Linked DNA regions of Anas platyrhynchos: region 2 is linked to region 1. The links are chromatin contacts, called in public Hi-C maps. All regions are on one chromosome and are shown on one strand. The core of a region is the stretch at or near the end of the contact, and the rest is flanking DNA. Distances in the headings are between cores, read along the strand shown.

Region 1 (7,474 bases), core at 1,773-4,272:
GGGGAATACATTCAATTAAGGATTTTTAAATGATAATAAAAATAATCCTTTGATCTTGCCTTAGAAGTGGTTCTTTGTTTACTAGAGAAGAAAGCCTGATAAGGTGGGAGAGTCCTCTAACTAAGGTAACACCAATACAGTAGAAAACAGCAGCTTTTGTGGTACAAAGCTCTTTTGGACACATGGTCAGCCTTGCCTCCTTAAGCAACCTTTGGTGCAGTCCATGCCCCAGCTATGAACGATCCAGCAGCAGGCAGGCCTATTTCTATTTTAGTCTCATGAAGACATGATCCAACTGAGACACACACCTCAATATTAATTGATAATAGCACTGAACTGATTAACAGGAAGCCTAAGGAGGATGAAGCTTGTTTTTCTTCCTTCAAAGAGAAGGAGAAAAAGCACCCTTATTCTACCTGAAAACAACTTTTGACAACTCAACTTTGGCAGCTGCAGCTTCAGAGGAAGGGAAGGAGTGAGGAGTTACAGGTGACCTAAAAGAACTGATTTAGATATTCACAGCTGAAAACAGGAATGGCACTTGTGGTGAGTGGCCATGCCAGACATTGGCATTCAACTTTCAACATAGCTGATTATAGTTTTATAGTAAGAAAGGGGACATCTTAGGAACTTTAAATAGATTGGGACCTTCAAGGCAAATGACTGTCTAAGAAACTTATCTTTGAAAGAAATTCTGCCACTGGAAATCTGTTATTCCAGATATTCCACATAATTTGGAAGATTTTTATCTGGCTTCTACTGAGCTCCGGGGTATTGTGCTTTGTAGGTAATTTTAGAGACCCTTCATGTATCAGATGTTTTTGTAAGACTGTTAAATTCTGTAAAATCACTAAGAAATTCTGGAAGTACAGGGTTTTTCTCATATGTTTTAAGGGGTTGTAGAAGCTGGTTGTTGCAATGACAGGTGGGTTTACATTTTACATTCGATAAACAGAAGATACTTTATTTAAAAGCAGGAACAGAACACTGATGAGTTTCACATTAAAGATTTGCATTTTTTTTTAAAAAAACATTGAATTCTTGTACAACAGAGCCATACAAGGTTAAATACAACAGCTCTCAATAAATACATTCTGTATGCACAAAGTAAGTACAGAGCAGCAGTCCCAAGTTGTGTGGAGTAGTGCCATTTGCAGTCCTCATGCACGTTGACAACTCTGAATGGAACTGTCTTCATAATAGCTGTATGCAGCAAGCAGAGATTATTTTGAAGTTTGTTATAAACAAGCATTGCTGGGCCTTGAGTAGTGTCAAATTTGTCATGCAACAGGAGTAAATTTGAATTTAATTCCGGATTCAAGTCTCTCCTCATACCAGCAGTTTAAGGACATGGATAGACAAGAACTACTCTGAACCTCACTGAAAAGCTGGCTCTCAAATAATTGTTTAAACCTGATTGTGTACAGCCCTAAACCAAGCAACAGACAACTTTGATATTTTGGGAGGCTGAGTTTGAAACAGTCAAGTTACAGATTCCCTTATTATCCGCACCAGGAGTCAGGATATAAAACTTCATGTTTTTCACATTAATGAGGCTTCCTTCAACTTTCACCGCAGCTGGTATTTAATACAGGGTGAAAGTATCTTGTCAGGGTCATTTGAAGATCTCCCAAGTAAACAGAAGTAACTTGCACAATATGCAACAAAAAAAAAGTCAAACCTTACAGCCAAGGGAAAACACCCTGCATTTTCACAGCTCTAAAGAAGATGACACTATGTGTTTTCACAGCTCTAAAACATTTCTATCTTCTTCCAGTTTGGATGGCAGAAACACTTCTCTGCAGCCTTCGGTACCACAGCGTGAGTTACAGCAGCATTACTATTTTTAAGTGCTGTGCCAAGGTGTAGCAATATGAACTACTTCAGAGCATGTATTAAAAGCTAGGAGCTACCAACAGCGACAGGAAACTCAGCCTGCCTTCCACAGCACGTACCCACCCTGAAATCCAGCTCACAAGGGAACAAACTCACGAACTTTGGCTCATGACAGCACTGCTCTGGTCACTTCCTCAAGCAACATTTGCTCAACACAGTTCCCTCCAACCACTAAGCAATACCTCAGGCCAGCAATCAACTCAGTACTTGATGTAAATGCAACCAGGCCAAATTTATTGCAGCTGGAATGCTGCCAGCCAATACATTCGGGAAGTGCCTGCAGAAAGGCAGGCAATGCCTCGCAGCTGATCAGATCATGATGAGCCTCACTAACACAGAATATATAAAATTGTTCTTTAAGATCCATTGCTTCAGTCAAGCATTAGGAAATTAAGAAACCTGAACAGTATTTGTTTTGCTGACCTCTCTCAGAGGTTAACAGGTTGCAACTTCCAAGCTTTAAATAACCTTAATACATGCTGAAAGAGGCAAACTGGCTTAAATAGCCACAGCTCTGGAGTTGGGAGAGGGGTTTTTGACAGCATACACAGGTCTGTCCATGCTCACTAGGAGTTACCTCTGCTTTCAATCACTGTTTTTGCTGCTTCATTTCCATTTTTCCCCCTTCAAGCACCCCACTTTACTACTGCATCATTTTTCCTGTGTTTCTAGCCCTTGCCTTCTGCCTTCGCTTATCTAAAAACCCCTTCCAACAAGGCTGATTAGCCCACACACACTAACTCCTACAGGAGTTCAGTTGGTGCCACATCACCAAGTAGTGTTGTGCTGGCCTATTTTCAGTCACCTCAGCAATCTGAGGCCAATTAAGAGCACAGAGCAGAGTTTCTATTCACACGCTCGTTACCTAAAGCACACAGCATACAAATATTTCTGTTCTTCCAAGACTTCCAAGAAAGTTGATTACAGCTGCTTAATGAAACTGAAGTGCAGGCACCCAGTTGCCTGGGCTAGACTTCTGAACTGGGTTATAAACTGTGCTGAAAGAGGATTTACTCCTCCGAAGTGAGGGAAAGGCTCAGATTACAGGGACAGAAAGTTAGAGGCTTATCTTTGAGTCCATGCAGCCTTAAGCACACGTGACAGTATCACAGGAAAGGGGCCACCAGAGCTTCCCAATGCAGCAGGATCAGGGCTCTGCAGTGCCCTGACACTGTAAGGTGTCGCCTGATTTACCTTTCCCCTGCAAAAGGGACAGCAAGCTAGTGAAAAGTCACATCTCACCCAGCTTGTCAAGTGAGGACCTGTGTCAGCACCTTACATTTCAAGCATACAGGTGTGTTTTTGCTCCTCCCAGCCACACAACACCACCCAGAAAGGACAGAGTTAGTTTCAGTCTATCACTGAAGAGCACCTTTAACCCCTGACTGGAAGTTCAGGTACTGAAATGTATCAGAAATGGACTTGGTGAGCTTCCAGTGCCAAGTCAGCCACCTCTCAGCTTCAGGAAGTGAATTTCACTGTAGGACAGGACTTGGGCAGCTAGCACAGCATTTAGACCCTAACAGCTTGCTCAACATGTCAGGGCCTTCCCAGGTGCTAAGGTTAAATACTCTTTTAAATACAGCCCATTACAAGTTGCAGCAAAGGCACACTTCACACCAGTCTGACCAGTGAGAGCCACTGGTCAGCCAGGAAACACCCAGACGATGGCTCCAGGCTCTGGTTTTCACAGATCAGAATTCAGACCAAGCTCCACAGGTACGTTACAAAGCTCACACAGCTCATCTGGGCACAGATCTGGAGCTCTGAAGCTTGACATGCTGCTGGGAAGCCCCACGAATAAAGCTGACAAGTCATGTAGAGGTGCTCTAATACCTTTAAGACAGACATTTTATGGGAATTTTAGCCAAAGTTACCTGTTGATAGGTCACCCAGAGAGCTCAAAAGGTACTCAGCAGCTATCTCAGCAGAATTTATAACCATCAGTGATACTCTACAGAATTTTGTCTGGTGCAGGTCAGAGCCTAGGAGTGTATACTATGTTCAGCCCCATGACTGACACTGCAGACCTTCTCAGTCTCATATACTACTAGAGTATATTACTTCTGTAGTAGGTGAATGCTCATTGCACTAAGTTTTATCACTTCAGGGAAGCTATGGCATTAGTATCCACAGCATTTTTCTTCCCCTTACCTACAGAAGCACTGAGTTGCTGCAAGGAGTCTGTCAACCTAAGTGATTACATTCAAAGTTACAGGCACATGAACCGGCAGCTTCTAATAAGACCTGCAAATTCAGGTGCCAAAGTGATTTTCTCAAAGCTACACTTTGTGCACTTCAATTTGTTTGTACTCTGTAAAAATCACTGGTTGTCTCTGAGAGACACAAGCAGCAGCTATGCTCAAGCTGATAGTTCAGAGAAATTATCAGTTCATGTTGGAAAGTAATGGCTTAGAGCATTTCACTGGCAAGTACGACAACAGTAGAAAAAATCTATAATTTAATACAATGGTCAAAATTGGCTCCAAGTACCTGCGCATCCTTCTCTGTCCAAAAGAGAGAAGATGATCATCTTAACACTTACAGTAAGATGGGAGAAACTGCTTCAACTACTCATCAGGTGTTACATATCCAGCTTTAGCAAAGAAAAAACCATCCCTCCCCACAAAATGTGCCCACCAACCATTTGACAGCAGTTCACAGCCTAGTATTAAAGGACTGGTATGACAGATTCGGGTTTATGAACTTAATGCAAGTTCCTAACAAGATTAGCAACCCAATTACTCTGTCCTCACTGTTTAGATCAAATAAGCAGCACAAATTCACGCATGTAGCCTCAAAGCAGTTACTAAGTCACTTCTGTGCAGCAAGCGACTGAGATCTTTTGGTCACCAGCAGGCTCTTCTGATTAGGGCCTTCCTGCAGCATTTATTGTGCTGGAATACTTCCACAGCTGGGCAAAGCATTAAGAACACTTCTATAACCACTGTGTAAAGTCACCACTTCCTATCTGAGGGACACAGGGGCCTGCACTGTGCATGCTCCTGCCTTGCTGTGTTAGGGATGAGCTAGCAATTTTGCCTAAGGCAGAGTCTGCAAGCAGCCCTAACCTAATGAGCTTTTGGTCCATGTGCCCCCACTTTTACCAATTAAGTGGTCTTTAATGGAGACAGCAGCAGCCTGGGCCAAGCACCGCTCTTCTTATATGTGGCTAGGTAGGACTAAAAAGCTGCCACCACAACCACAGAGAGTCAAATACACCAGATTTAGGTTATTTATGTTCTTACAACACACTGTAAGAAAGTCCAGTTACAAACCACTGCCAGGCCTCAAGCTTCTTGCCCAGTTTTGAGCATCCAAAAGACAGATATAATCATTCTGCAGTCACTTGTGGCAGCATACATCACTAACAGGACTGGCAGCCACTGTATTACAGAAGTATCTATTACAGAAGTATCTTTCCCTGCTGTTTGTGTAGAATTTAAAGCTTCTACTTCCACACTTCTAACAGTGACAATGTAGCAAAGGATCTCCCTTTTTTTTTCTTAGGCTGCAACTGTGTAGCCAGCCCCGAAAATGGCTGTTAAACATTAATCTCTGATTTCAGAAACCAGAGCGATTAGTCATAATTGCACTGACACTAATGAAATACTGATGAATCTGAAAGCACACGTCCTGGGTGCCTCCGCTTGTCTGTCGGAACAAACACGTATTTACACAGAGACACGCTGCTGCTCCAAGAAGTACAGCTTAGGCAACAAACTTGCTAATGAAGCCTGACACTGATGTTTCTTCAACTCACTTTTAATTAAGGCGAACTGACAGTGCAGCAGCGTTTATCAGCACCTTTAGGATGTTAGGAGTTCTGGCCACTGGAGGGCACCTGAATAGTTGCCAGGACAATACAGGACGACTTGCTACATTTGCTGCAGAGTTGGCAAACTTGGCCAATTTACACAGATCAGTTTAGCACACACAGAAAGTCAGCCTAGAAATGCTGGTTCCAGCAAACATACCCAAACTGCACCCTGTGCATTTGTCAGCTGCAGTAAGTTCCAGTAGCTCATGCTACTTTTTAACAGCAGCAACCTAGAGTACTAGATTAACTCTTTCAACCTTTAAGGGGAAAATTTATTCCTTAAATAAGGCTCCAGAGCTGATATAGTATCAAATAGCAATGCAAATATTTCACTTCTGTAATACTGATACTCATCTAGTCATATATATTGTCCCCTAAAGCAACGGGGAACACAGGAGCTGTCCTGCAGTGAGGGCTGTGTACAGCATCCACACCCTCACCCTACCCCCAGATAACAGCACAGGGCATTTGCTTCCACACCAGATCAGAGTGAACAGATTCACAAGCAGGCACGAGCCACAGCTGAGTTTCATCTGCTCACACTATCGGTTTGGTGGTCATGCAGGCAGAGCTCCCTGCATGCAGTTTCCCCAAGTTCTCTTCCTCACACTTGGTTATCAGTCAGTGAAAAAAGCTCCTGGCTGCTACCACCCCCCCACCACCAAGAAGCAGAGACAGGCCACACAACACTAACTTGACACACCACCCTTTTTTTTTTTCCTGGTGAAACCCAATCACAAGATATTATGCCTTGAAATCAAGTCCCAGAGATGGATATTAAAATCAACCACTTAAGCTACTCACACTGCCAAGTCTGACCAACTCAGCTCATGCACCACAGAGCATCCAAGCACCCCCAACACAACCCTTCCCACGCCTAACCAGAAAGCCAGCCAGCAACACCGCCCTGCCCATCTCTCACCAAGACAGTCATTTCGCCTAAAGAGACCAGGGAAGTTGCACACAACACTTACTGCCAGGCAGCCTGCTGAATTCTGAAAAAATGAGCGTGGTGCCGCTTCCCAGCTGGAGCTGCTGCAGCCACCCAGCGAGGCAGGAGCCGCAGGACTTGCAGACATGCTGAGACCTATGCACAAGCCCCAGCTGCCTGCATAGTTTCTCACAGCCTTATCAGGCCCCGTGAAGTACGATGTTTGAGATAAGTAAGGTCAGTCCTGATTTTCCTGCCGTGGTATGCAGTCTACCAGAGCTACAGAACGAGTTTTGCTGCCACAAATCACCACAACCCCTGCGTTACCAGCTTTAACTATGAATTAACATGAGCGATTTTGATTACTGCCATATTTGCACAGTCTGCCTACTGCACAGTGTTCTGCAGGAACATCGCCATCCACAAGTTTCAGACAGCACAGTCACACTTCAGTTCACAAGACGGAGGCTTACGATCACTCTTTCCTGCCCCATCCTTGCTACCTCCCTTCTCTGCCCCTCACAAGACCCCAAAGTTAGCCCAGAAGGCCACCAGCACTGATTTTTCTTTACATCTGAGTTTACTCTTTGAAGTATTGTGTTCTGAGGAGTTAAGCAAGAGCTTCTGTTGATGTTAAGCCACCAAAAAAAAAAAAAGCCAAAAGCTAACCTCCACCTTCCAAAGAAAGCCTTATATCTATCTGAAGGGCAACCAAGTTTCAGGCCTGAGATTTGATAAGCCGGTTATTGACACACCGTGTAGTCATAGCAAAATGCTGGTGTTCATAGACTACATATCAGGCAAGAAGCCCAGCCTATTTATTGCTT
Region 2 (7,474 bases), core at 1,938-4,437, 230 kb after region 1:
AGTGAGTGGAAGCATAACACGTGGCCAAATATGTGATGACATGCAAAACATCCTCACCTGGGAGTATGTTAGGTGCTGAAGAACAATGCCAGCTACTACGTTCAAGTGATGAAATCAAAGTTGCAGCGTGTAAGATTAATGTTAGATGAAACAGTTTCTCGTGCTATTAGAAAGATTGTGGTCTAGTCGTAAAGGCCTTGGTTGTGCAGCCTCCCAAGAATTTAGCTTTTGAACACATCCAGTTTTGTTTCATGCATTCAAATGTTAATAATTAAGCGTGGAGTTATCAACCTTAAGCTTTGAATTTCCCTATATATTGTCAGTTTAAATCTGACTCTTGGCATTGCTGTGGTCTGTTTTTGCTTCTAAAAGGAATGATAAGGTCCTAGGAATATCCTATCAGCCTTCCTAATGAGGGAACCGTAGAAAATAGGGCTGGAAGGGACCTCACGAGGTCATCTAGTCCAGCCCTCTGCCCTAAGGCAGGATCAATTATACCCAAATCATTCCTGACAGATGTTTGTCCAACCTGTTCTTAAAAACGGCTAGCAATGAAGATCCCACAACCTCCCCAGGCAATCTGTTTCAGTACTTCACTACAGTTACCGCTGGAAAGCCTGTCCTAATATCTTCCTTAAATCTCCTTTGCTGCCGTTTAAATCCATTAGCTTTTTTTTTTCTATTCCCAGTGGACATACAGAACAATTTATTACCTTCCTCTTTGCTGCAAATTTTACATATCTCAAGAGTGGTACCACATTCTTACTCCCTCCTCTGCATCTCCTTTCTCTAGGTGTATAAACCCATTTTTTTCATCTATTCCTCCACAAGTCATGTTTTCTCGACTGGTGATCAATGCCATTACTTTCTGCTGGACTTCCCAACTGGCCTGCACCTTTCATTTTTGAAGTACGGCGCACTAAAGCAGACACATTACTCCAGCTAGGGTCTGGAGCAAAGAATAAGCAGGGTAGGATTGCTTCACTTTTCCTCCCCATGACAAGTTATTTATAGAGCCCAAATTGCAGCAGCTTTCCTCACATCATGGCCTGTGTTCAGTTTTTAATTCGCAGTAGCCACAGATCACTCCTGCAGGATGGCCACTGCGTCAGTCACTCCTCATTTATGTATGCTGTTGGCTACAGGAATTCGGTGGCAAGATCCTGGAGTGTTAAAACACTTAACTCCCTTGAATTTAAACCTCTTCATCTCAGATTGCCCTGATCAAGTTAGCTAGTTGTCCAGGAGGAAAGCTGAATCTCTGTTCAAATCTATACTGCATGGGATTAGATTTATCTTACACAATCTGGAAACGTGCTATGAGGAACCAGCTATTTTTTCTCTTCCTGCTCTGAAGGTGGATCCTTCTTCATAGCAGCTGCCTGTGCATGGAGCAATTGGCATGTGCAGCCTCAAGCAGATGGAGAACAAGGTTCCTGGTAGTAATGGGGCCTAAACAGCACAAAAAGGCACTGCAGTAAGAAAAAGGCTAACTCTTCATGTGCCACAGTGGTATTTTACCTGAAATACAACTCCAAGGTAGCAGCCACTGTTGTAAGTTACCACATTAAGCACAATAGCAGTGAACTTTACAATATCCTCTGAATTTCACCTTCCTCTAACTTGGATTTTTAACAAATATGTATAATTTGGCACGATTACAAATGAATAGTGGCATACCAACTGGCTCAAAGGAACAGGTCCTCTAATTCCCACCAACCTTGGATGCGTAATTCCCACAGGTGCCTTTGAAACCCCCTGTTCTGAATGTTGTGTTCGTTGGATAAACACCTCAAACATCACTGGCTTGCTACGCAAACACGGTCTGCCTGGAGTAATTTATGAAAATCGTAAAATTGATTTAAGCTCTGCTCAGTGCTCCATAAATTTTATGCAGTCCTTAAATTATAAAACTGCTGCTGCTGCTGCTGTGGCACCGCTCAGAACAATGCTTAATCTCTTCTCTAGGGATAGTTGGCGTGTCAGAGGAGAAAAGAGGAGACTGAGGCAGCTGAATTGTTTGTTTCAATTTAACAGGGCAGAATAAAACAGCCTGGGTGCCAGGGCTCTAGTCCCACTGCGACTGCGTGCATCAAGTTTTTATTGCCAAAAGAGCTGTGGTAGCCTTCCCTTGCCTTTCCTTTGTATTAAACCAGAAAATACCTTTCCCTGATTTCACAAGGACGCTTTTTGCATACAACACCAGATTTGTGAAGGACAACTACGAGACACTTGAGGTGTTCCCTTCTAATTTCTAATTGGGGTGTTCCTGTCCTCAGGATACACAACAAAATGCTGCAACTGTCCAATTGCACACTGGTGTAAAAAAGCTCTGCAGATCTTATTATGTCCTTACCAAGTAGTCTCTCTCTCAACACAAAATCCTAAAAAAAATAATAAAAAAAAGTACTTTTTGCTTTTGCTAAACTTAGACTTTTTAGAAGTATCTGATTCTTTTTATCTCTACATTCTTTGGCAGAGATTTAAAGGCATCATTTTTGGCACTGAATCTAAGGCAAGGTAAAATAAAAGTCCTACTGTAGAGAAACTATGTTTGGGTGGGCTCCTCACTCTTAAACTTGGCGTGCTCCCATAGTAAAACTGCAGACGGCTTTGCCTTGACCAAACAACTTTGTTTTGTTCTAACTGAGATTAAGAGTACCCTTGTTTTTCTGGCGAAGTCTCGTCTGCAATAGCCCAGTTTTCAAAAGCAAGTGCTTAGTACATTATTAGAATCGCTCTTTTCAGTGTTTCGACCTCAGCATCCACCGTCAGTAGCTGCTAGGTGCTCCTTCGCAGCACTGTCACTTCCCAGCCCTTTCCACCCTCCTGATAATGTTTCCTGGTCTGTCATTCAGTCGAGCTGTCATTTTGAAGGGATGCATTTGCAACCTTTCTATGCTCACACTTCTCTCCCACGTAACCCTGTGAGTTTCATTCTCCTTCGTATGCTGTGTTTTTGCTCAGAGGTATACAAACCATCTGTGCCTCTAATACAATGTTCTTAAATAGCCTCCAGGCAGAGCTCTATGTTTTTTAAGTATTTCTCTTTGCCCTTCAGCCTGCTGTTAACCATTTTCCTCATAGTTTTATAATCTGCCCTTTTAAAGTTCGTTGTTACTACGCTGTCCCTAAGGGAACAACTCTTTCATGATATCAAAACCAAAAGTGTGCCGTGATCACCGTTACCCCGTGGAGGCTTCACAACAATAACTCGAATAACTTCTGCCTGTTTCAAGGTAGCTTCCTCTTGCCCATGGCCCTAACTAAACAGGCATCGCACTGAGGACTGCCACAGGAGTCAAGGGAAAGGAAAGCTTTGCCATATGGATTGGAATGGCACCAAAAGCCGCTTTACATCTCCTGAGAGAGGAAAAACTGCTTTTGCCAGCTGTTGCTTTACCTCCAAGAAAGAAAGAAAGAAAGAAGAGGTGATGATGGGAAAAACACCGTAAAATTCAGTCTCTGTCACCTCCCAGGGGCTGGATCTGAGGGTGTAGAGGTTCTGAAAATGTTTAGGTCTACAGGAGGCTACAGCCACTCCCGTAAAACCCAGTAGGGTTTCTTCCATCTGTGATGGCTGGCCCTGTGACAGCTGCCTCTGGAACGGTCTCGAGGAAGTGGGGCAGAAGGGCAGGCCCACGACACGGAAAGCCTCTTTGCAGGTTAACACCGCATTGCAGGAACGGGATGACACTGAAGAGGCAGCTGATAGACCGGGCTTTCTGTCTGGTAAATAGACAAAGGATTGATTTATGGCATCGTGCCACGGGAAAGGGCTATAGGTTATTAACCAACTTCAATGGACAAACACTTGCTGAGGCTGCACATCATACTTCTTGTGCTGTACCAAAGGTAATGACTCATCTTCAGGCATGCCTGATGTCCTTGAGAGTGCAATTGGCTCTACAGAGCCAAGTGAAGCATTACTTAGTTAATACACTACAGCACAGGGGAAACAATCAGCTGAAACGATGACATTGCTACTTCCTGCTTCATTATAAATCTGCAGCTTCCTAACAGGATTATATACTGGAGCACTGTTAAAAAAAAAAAGACATTAAGTCCTGTGATGAAACTTAAAAAATGTGCAATTAGAACAGCTAAATAGAGCTTTCTTGTGCTCAGTGTCTGCAGAACACAGCCTTTGATCCTCCAAATGATAATTCCTGGACACAAAAGCTATCAGACTACTGGCTCATCCCTTCCTACTTAGGCAAATTAAATGAACTCTTGCAGTCCAACAAATTTGTCCTCACTTGAGAAAAAAATAAATAACTTTACGAGCCAGGCTAGGGATATAACCAAAGGTTTCAGGAACTCCTGGGTTACCTGCCCATACACGCATTTTCTTTCTCACTCTGCCCCGTACCTTTGTTAAGTCCTTCCTCAATAACTCGGCATTCTCAAGGATCCACCTTGATTGCTATCATTTACAGATCCTATTTCTTTTGAATACAGAGTGATTTCCTTCCTTGCGCACACACATCAGCACCACTCTGAAATAAGGTGCTTGGAAAGTTGAGATCTAGCCTCCACTATCAGCATCCATTGCTAGCACATTGCTATTATGCTACCACAGTTCACCAGGTTTGCTCCTGCTTACTGTGTAGCTAATAGTGAGAAATAACACCATCAATAAATGCTTTTGAGTCTTAATGAGCTGGAAAATTTCAAGGATTTTATTAATAAAAACTGTACAAAATTCCCATATTAGTTAACAGGCCACATTGGAACAGGTTTCCTGTACAGGGTAACAAACCTCAGCTACTTTCATTCAGCTCCGTGATAGGGGCATGGAGAAAGGGGGGAAATATATTCCCCACTACAGGAGAGGAAAAGAAAAAAAGCGAGAAAAAGCCAGGAAGTTTGTCCATTCTAGTGGACAGCCCCACATTTCATGTACTTACTCACTTTGGCTTCCCCTTTATTAGAAAGTTCTTGCAATTATTTTTTTCCACGGTCCATTGCTCAAGACAGGTGATTGCTTAAGACAGTTTCACATTTCTTTCCAAAATGAACGAGTAATTGTTCTCTTTAGTCACAGGTTTCATGGGGTGTTGATGGCGTATGTAATTTTCCTGGTGTGTCGCATTAAGAGCGCCGATTTTCACATGACTACTTGACTAAAACACTTTTGTGCATCACTCACACCTCTTAATAAAATATATCCAATTAGTTGTTGTTAGGTGAACTGGGAGTGAAATACAACGAATACAAAGGTCTCCTGGTCAGAGCACTACAAATCACAGCTGGAATAAAGGAAAGAAAGTGGGTTTCCGTATCCACCTTTCTTTCCCCTGCTGCGCTGCCTGAAGAGCAACATACCTTTCATTACGTTATTTCCAAGCAAACCCAATTAATGTATTTGCATTCCAGACATCTGTCATGAAGTTGCAGGGCAGGGGCGTGATTAAGCATAAGCACTGCACCCAGAATTTTGAGGTAACTCTCTTTTTACCAGACTTCAATCTAACAAGTCTTTCAGTAGAAATAGAAAATTTTGTTTAAAATTTTAATTTTAAAATTAAAATTTTGAGGCCTCTCAGCAATTGCTGAGAGGCCTCAAACAAGAACTCACTCTTATTTTGAATGTGTTAAATAGGCTCCCCGTTTGGGACGCCCTCCCCGATTTTAAGGAAAATGTGAATTCTCTCTGATCCATGGCAAGGATTTATCCCTTGACAACCACATCTCCTGAGCTGCCTTGCAGCTAAAGTGACAAACTTTCAGGCTGTGCAAGGAAAACGTAAGCAAATGTGGTTTAGTGCTGATGGACAAAACTGAAAAAGTTTAGGTAAGCATTCACTGGTTAACTCATTCTTGCAGATTGGTCTCAGAAAGTCAAAGCATATACTCAGTCATTTAAATGTGACCAAATATTCCTTCAGAATACTTTAACACTACAGTATTCCTCATGGATATAAATAGTTTTTTAAAATGGAATCAAACAAATGTTAGGCATACAAAGAATACGGAAAGATTAATCCCTGGGAACCTTTGATTGTGTATATCCTACATTTTTCTTTATTATGTATGCTGAATACAGACAAATTATGTACCTACAAATGCAAGATGTCCTCATGGGAATCCTCAGGCTGTCATACTGCATCTCTCTGGCCGTTCTAGTATCAGACCAGTGCCACCTCGGTACTGTAATATGTATTTATAGGCCTGGTTTTAATTTTCTGGAAGGACAATATACCTATTCATCTTCAAAATCAGGGACGCTCCCAATTAGTTAGAAATAGTAGGCAGGCTTGCATCTGATCTTATGCTGTAAGAGGATGTGATATTTGGAGACAAGTAGCAGTCAAAATAGGCTTCATTATCAGGTGACTCCAAAAATCCCATTTTATGCATCGAATTTTTCATTTGAACACCTTTGGACCACTTAGAGAAATCATAATTTATTGTTTAATACCAGATTAACAAACTAAAACCAGCTGATTCACACAGCTACTTCAAATTTGCTCCTCAACGAAGCTTTACAGCCCAAATGATTTCAAATTACCTGTCACACAGCACAGGAACTGGTTTCATTGTCTCATACCCTGTAATTCTGCAGCAGTCTCAGTCGTGCTAGAGTACTGCAAGAACACACAATGCTATCAAGTCATTTCAGACTCACTAGTTCCATTTCTACCTCCTTGCTCTCCCCAGTCCCATCAGTTTTCAGTGTTGTTAGAACTTCTGCACACCCCATTACATAAATAATACAGAAATGGTCAATATCAGTGTACTGTATGTGGTCAATTAAAAAAAAAATTAAAACTTTGTATCACAGCTGTAGTATTTCTTGGCTTAATCTTCTGCTTACAATTTCCTATTGAAATAAAATCGGTTGTTTTCTACAGCTTAAAAATGAAATACATTTTAAAAAATAAACTGAGATCCCAAATAATTACAAAGACATATGTAGCAAACTGGAACAAATGCACTTCCAAAAAAACCCAACCCAACTTTAATACATCAGTGTGATAACCAAAGTGTAGTCTCAAAGGGTTTACACATCGTTCCTTTGCATTAATTGATACAATCAGAATTTTTGTATCTTGCTAGCACAATCAATCCAAATTAATTTGGTCCTTCTTGAACTGTATTCACTGAAGACAGCATTAGGGCTCTGTAATTTTAGCAAATGCACGCTCACTTACTGCAAGAGAGCTTACAAAAAAGAGCTAATCTGCCAAACCATACACGCGAAATTTAGCGCAAGCTTTTGTTAAGATATGAAGCAAAAGAGGTCAATCTCTGCTCCACAGCAATGAAGTCTCTCTTTTGAATGTTAAGCCAATAATAATTAAAAACAAAACAACATACCTCTCCATTATGGCCATTAGATAGAGAGGAAATACAATTTTAGCAATGGAAGACATTTTAAAATTAATTGATTGAAAATGTTTGTAAGCTGGACATGTACACCTGTATTTTGGTACTCATTTGTGATCACAAATAGCTTTGACATACATGT

The links. Hi-C and Micro-C count contacts between places; a contact is called where the count stands out from the background.
Region 2: a contact with region 1 is called in a Hi-C map of skeletal muscle, with 2.1 times the contacts expected there. The contact joins two enhancer-like sites. A contact is called at or near these places in 2 of 8 Hi-C or Micro-C datasets (skeletal muscle and subcutaneous adipose tissue).

Annotation. Positions count from the first base shown.
Region 1 is chr2:113,348,434-113,355,907 of IASCAAS_PekinDuck_T2T, forward strand. It overlaps a transcript of CTNNB1 not described here. Among named protein-coding and RNA genes, the nearest start is that of CTNNB1, 8.1 kb to the left of the region's middle. Within about 2 kb of position 3,023, at least 5 of the 8 cell types and tissues checked have an H3K27ac peak or open chromatin away from gene starts, as enhancers often do.
Region 2 is chr2:113,574,139-113,581,612 of IASCAAS_PekinDuck_T2T, forward strand. It overlaps KIAA1143 (KIAA1143 ortholog), which reads right to left. Exons shown (of 3, transcript XM_027451158.3): 3 at 4,660-7,474. Among named protein-coding and RNA genes, the nearest start is that of KIAA1143, 11 kb to the right of the region's middle. Within about 2 kb of position 3,188, at least 4 of the 8 cell types and tissues checked have an H3K27ac peak or open chromatin away from gene starts, as enhancers often do.